2 separate regions of the Drosophila melanogaster genome follow, and region 2 is linked to region 1. The links are chromatin contacts, called in public Hi-C maps. All regions are on one chromosome and are shown on one strand. The core of a region is the stretch at or near the end of the contact, and the rest is flanking DNA. Distances in the headings are between cores, read along the strand shown.

Region 1 (2,870 bases), core at 104-2,603:
TTCCCAAATTTCCTTTCGGCTTTTTAATGGCGCCTGGGTGCGGCACACAAAAATAATTTACAACATGTTTTGCTTGTTCTGTTTTGGTTGTTGTTATTCTTGGAGGGTGAGTGGCGGACGGGGAGGAGTTTGGGGAGTGGGCCAATTGAAGTGGAAGAGGCAGCAAATATACGGCAAGATAATGAGAGCATTATGGTAGAACGACATTATGGAGCATATGGCAAGCCGGGAAAGTATTGTGGTAGGAAACAGAGTCAAATTATTCCATACAACTGCGTATGCAGTTTGAAGCCATGGATGGTAGTAAATCAACAATGTTATTCATGAGACAATTGGATGCATAGTACGTGATTCAACAATAAATAAATAAATAAAATGTAGTTTAATATGCGATAGTTAAGCAAGTGCCTTTATACTCTAAACAAGTATTTATGCCGATTCTCCGCAGAGAACGAAAGAGTTTCAAACTCTGCTCCCGGGCTTATCTCTTGATCTTTTGACCCGCCCCTCCTGCGCTCAAGGCACCTGCGTCTCTCCTAACCCCGCCTAACCCCCGAGCTACTGATAAGATGCACTGATTAGCTCAGCACAGAGGCAATGCAATGAGATCACTCCCCCCGATCGATTAGGACCACTCCGCCCTCCTCCCACTGCCGGCCACCCAGAGCTGACCCCGCCACCCCCCTGGGAGTCAATAGCTGAGATTACGGCATCTCAAAGCTTGGAGACGATCCGTTCATTCGAAGAGAGAGAAAGAGCGCGGGCACCTGCCATCGTTTTTAGTGCGTTGTTATTCAATAATTTGTTTGCGTTCTTAGCTTTTGATGCGCACGCACACTCACGCAACTTTTCTTGTTCCTTATTTGAAAGGTTAATAGAATTAAACACATTTGATTACCTGAGCGAGAGAGAACCCCAAAAGCGGAGCTTTTCCGGAGCGAGCGAGAGAGCGACACTCTGTTATGAAGTAATAATGCAGAAAAAACAACCGTATTACGACAATTCTTGTTGTTTTGCAATAAGTTTAGGTTCGGCGAATTTTTGCGGGAGCTCTTATTGATGTTCTTGATGCTTTGGTTACTATTGTTGCTGCAGCATCACTTAGCAAAGACAACAAAAAGCAAAGTCTCACGCTGCGATTGTTTTGTTTTTTTTTTCGTTACTCTCACGCTGCACATTGGCTTTGATTTATTATCTTTTCCACTTGCACGCCTAATTACAATCCAAAACGATGAAACGTCCCGGAGATGTGTCAACAATTCAAAACAAAAAAATACACCCGAAAGCCCAAAAAACGCGACGACGAGTAAAAAATGCTGCCACTGCCGCAGCGCTGCCCGAAAATCTGTTGATTAGCGTGGTCGTAGACTGCAACGACGAAAATACCAAATGGGCCTGTGACTTCAGCTGTTCTGCCCGGTCAGCTATGCTATTTTGTAAGTAATATATAAAGGGATATTTGCAGATGCATTCGAATTATGGCTATCTACGCTTTTTATGATTTATTTAATGATTAATACTTTGATAGTTACCATCGCATTACTATTTCGAAGCAAGAGTTGGCAGCACTGTTTAGCACTGTTCAAAAGCTGCCAGCTACAGTTAACATTTGAGCGCGCTTTTCAAATGAATTTTTATTCACTGCACATCAAATTAACCATGAAACTTACATAAACAACATTTATCGAACTTTCTACGATAGGGGTTACTGTTATTCATTATTGTTAGCAAAACACTGACACCGACTAAATTAAAGCAGAATAAAATGCATTTGTAGCATAGACGCTAGATACAAACCCTCATCTAGGTCACTCCACAGCGATTCCTCCAGAATTGAAAACCGGTCACTTATGAAGTGCATGTCTCCTACCGCAAATTTGGCGGACTCGTGATATCTGTTTTTTCTGCGATAGCTTTTCGCCCAGCTCAGCGGATTTAAGTCGATGAGAGTTCATTGAAAGCAGAAACCCAAAGCGAAATAATCAGGAAACCTGAGGTAAAGTTCCACTGCGACTTAAGAATCGGTCAATATTCTGGGAGCTGGGATATGTGAACTTCTGGAAGATTTGGTTTTATTTCGGTTTATTTTGTTTTTTCTTGATTGTGTTATTTACGAACATTCTTTTTAGACACAAATATATATAATGTTATCTCCGCTTCTCGTCTCTTTAAAAAACTACTACAAAAAATGGTTGTTGTTGTTGTTTCCGTTGTGGTTGCTGTTAGCGCTTAAGAATCTACAACATATAGCTTACGATCTACAACATATAGCATTCTAGAGCATACATACTTTATAGGTATGTATGGTTAAATATCTATATATATATATGTATATATATATATATGTTCATATAAAAAAATACAACAAATTTGCAATTCGTTTTACATTCAGTTTCGTCGCCGTTCATTGTTATCGTTTTTAATTCTTCTTGTTCCGGCCTGCGCCAAAAATGCAGACGAGGAGCAAAGATAGAAAAATTCACAAATATTTCCATTTAACATTTAGGTATGGCAAAAAGTCATCATCTATCAGTTAGCAAACATTATTGACATCAATCAATCATATTTGAAATACATTCAATCTTCCACTGCTACTTTTTTGTTTTTGAGTTCTTATTTGTTTTGTTTTGTATTGTTTTCGCTTTGTTTCGTTTGTTTTGTTTGAAACGCATTTTACAAACTAAATTTAAAACTTATAAATACTACAACGTACGAGATCCGCCAAAATCTCATAGAATTTAAGCAAAATGAAACACACAAATTACAAGTTAAATAAGTTAAATTAGGAATTACAGGTAAAGTATGCAGATACAGTATAATGAATACATCGAATTTATATATGTAAGAATATCTTAAAGACGCGACAGTTT
Region 2 (2,870 bases), core at 147-2,646, 96 kb before region 1:
AATCAAGGCTGATGCCAGATTTCTTAATTTTTCTTGTATTGGAATTGCCAAATTACTTTGTTGGGTTTTAACGTGAAAACATGAAGTGGTTGTGGGAACATCAAGAAAATATCATCAATTTGAGATGGTTCAGGGGCTAATGGAAAAGGAAAGAACCCCAATCTGAACGCAGTCACTCCGGTTTATTATTCCATTATAATGAACACAATGGATTTCTTGCAACTTATTTTGGGCAGAGCGTCCTTGATGCCTGGTTCTTGTATCCTTGCTACTTTCAACTTTCGCTGCACATTTGCCTGTGTGCAATCTCTGCAAAAGCTGAGGGCGTTCCTGGGGCCCAACTTTTGCCTGGCGCTTCAAGTTTTTAGCAGAATTTTTTCCCTTTTGAGTCGCTACAAACAACAGAGAAACCTAGAACTAAGGGGCAGAGCGAGGCGCCATGGCAAATTGCATTGTTGATTTTCATTTTCAAGCCTGGCGACACTTTGCCAAATGTGTGCGCCATCCTTCCTTCCTACCCCGGAAAACCCTTCACCGTCCTTGGTTTGGAATCGTTGCTGCGTGTTTCCCACTTTTCAAATGCGCGCACTGGGGGAAAAAAACAGGAAGTTGGCGTGGCCAGTGCAAAAATCAGCTAGCAAATGGATTTTCATTTGAAACTTTCGCGCGAAAGATTTTCATTGAGTTCGGGGGTGCGCGGGATACCCTATGCCACTATCACAAATTGGTTAATAAAGGTCCAGAGATTTATTCTCTTTAACGAAGTGATAATGGTCAACGAATGTGGGTCAGACAGGGGTGCGCTAAGAAAAGTTTGTGATCGTGTATGAATTGAAAAATGAATAGGATTGTGCTGTATTTAACCTTGAACATGTGTTCATACTCACCCAGAGTTTTTACCTAATACCAAAACTGAGAGTAATGCTAATTCTTTTGTATGCTTTTTATATGTAATTAAAGTTCCTGATGTTAGGAAACATCGTCTTCAAAACAGTGCAGATCATTCACCTAGTAAGTGTTGCGGATCTTTCTCTTTCAGCTCTTGACAACTGGTCTTGATCTTCATTTCTTGACAGGCGATGTGGCAAGAGTTTTGTTTTGTTTTACCCCTTACTCATAATTAAAATGACGCTTGTGTATAATTTTAGACGGATTCATCTGACACGTTCTTCTAATTAAAATGTGCATAAAACTAAAAAGAACAATTAAGAATGTGAAGGGAAGAGTCCTAAGAAGACTCTCAGACATCTTGCCAAACCCTCAACATAACAAGAATCTCTAATGCTCGAAAACAAAGCATTTTATGTTGGGAGTGCCGCCGAGAGAAGCCAAATTCGTTTGAAAGCAGGAGAGATCGTAGTGGGTTAAAAATAGCAGAATCTATTCAATGTTTTCTCAGTTTTTCCCGAGCTGGCTAACCGAAAAGTTGCGTTCGACCGTCGAACGGATAGAAATTAGAACCCGAAAATTTTCCAACGTCACGTATACATATAGAAGTTTATCATATGTATACTAGATATTTAGTTTAGTTACGTTTCTCCTTTTCCGTATCTTTCGAAGTTCAATGTGCAAGTGAAGAATATTTAATGGAAATCGGGACATTATTTTTTCTCGAACATCCTTGGTTGAAAAGTGAAAGTCAATAGATAATTGCGAAATCTGCAAACTCGTGTGTGATCGTCGCACACAAATATAGACACCGATTTTTGTTGGTATTTTCCCCTGCTGGTATTGGTGCCATATCAATTGGTGGCGATCTGTAGATCGGTGGATCTTGGGCTTTCTTTGTGCCGACAAAGAGTTCTTCTCTAGAAGAAAAGTCGCATTAAAGCGAATCGTAAATTTAACGCTCGCCAGGCGAATCTGCATTGGTAAACAGATCATCACAACCGCATACCACAGCTCGTTCGTCTTTGTTCTGTTGGTAAAGATGGGAAATGCCGAGTCCACACAGTCTGCGGATGATACGCAAATGCAGATGCAGCAGTCCACTGATGACGAGCCCTGGTGGAACAACATCGAGCACGAGGATCTCATTCTGGAACAGGCCCCCCGAGCCACAACCCAAAAAGAAGCTGAGGAGGTACTTCCCGAAAATAGAGTGAAATATCGTGAGAATAAAGTTGCAATTGAAATGGAGGACAAAGGAAATGAGACCCATCAACGAGAACAGACCCTCGAAGAGTTCAGAGAAGAGCTTCGTCAGAAAAAAGAGGTTCGCCAAAATGCTGTGCAGGGCCTGAGGGATGAAATTGCTAGTCTTAAAGAACAATTGGCCATAGAAAAATCTGAGAATCAACGTCTTAGAAAAGTTACGGCTACAGACGGTCAAGCCGATAATCAGCACGACCATTCGAATAGTCCCAGTAAGCCTGATGCAGATCCAGATGATGAGAATCCCAGTTCCAGGAGCCGCCATGCCAATATCGAACTGGCCAATGCTCAGTTGGCTTTGCAGCAGGCACAGGCCGAGAATTTGTCATTGCGTGGAGAAGTGGAAGTGGTTCAACGCCAGGTAGGAACCCTGAAGGAGGTCATCTCCTGCTGCAAGCAGATGCTGAGCGTGAAGGAGGAACAGTGTGCTCAGGTGAGCTAGTAATGCAGGTCGTATAGAAATCAAGATCCATATTAAATAAATGGTTTACTACTAGCTCAAGATGAAGCTGACGGAAATCGAAAACTCTTTTAGTGAGCGCGAAATGAAGATTATGTCGAACAATCTTCGCCAGGAATACGAGCGCCAACTGGTGAATATCCGCCAGTTAAGGCAACTTTATGAAGAGCGACAGAGAGTGGCTGCTGCGGAGTACGAGAATCTCCAGCGCCTAATCTCGATCAAGAGAGACGAACTTACGGCCGAGCAGGATAAG

Evidence for each region. Hi-C and Micro-C count contacts between places; a contact is called where the count stands out from the background.
Region 2: a Hi-C map of the Kc167 cell line shows a contact between it and region 1, with 3 times the contacts expected there. A contact is called at or near these places in 50 of 107 Hi-C or Micro-C datasets (the Clone 8 cell line, the D17-c3 cell line, the Kc167 cell line and 18 more) and 3 of 7 datasets of targeted methods (the Kc167 cell line and the S2 cell line).

What each region holds. Positions count from the first base shown.
Region 1 is chr2L:304,418-307,287 of dm6, reverse strand. It overlaps Plc21C (Phospholipase C at 21C), which reads right to left and starts at 1,353. Exons shown (of 18, transcript NM_205884.3): 1 at 899-1,353. It overlaps Pi3K21B (Pi3K21B,), which reads right to left. Exons shown (of 3, transcript NM_001272888.1): 3 at 2,055-2,870.
Region 2 is chr2L:400,724-403,593 of dm6, reverse strand. It overlaps CG4213, which reads left to right and starts at 1,396. Exons shown (of 5, transcript NM_134676.2): 1 at 1,396-2,587; 2 at 2,652-2,869. The coding sequence starts at 1,931.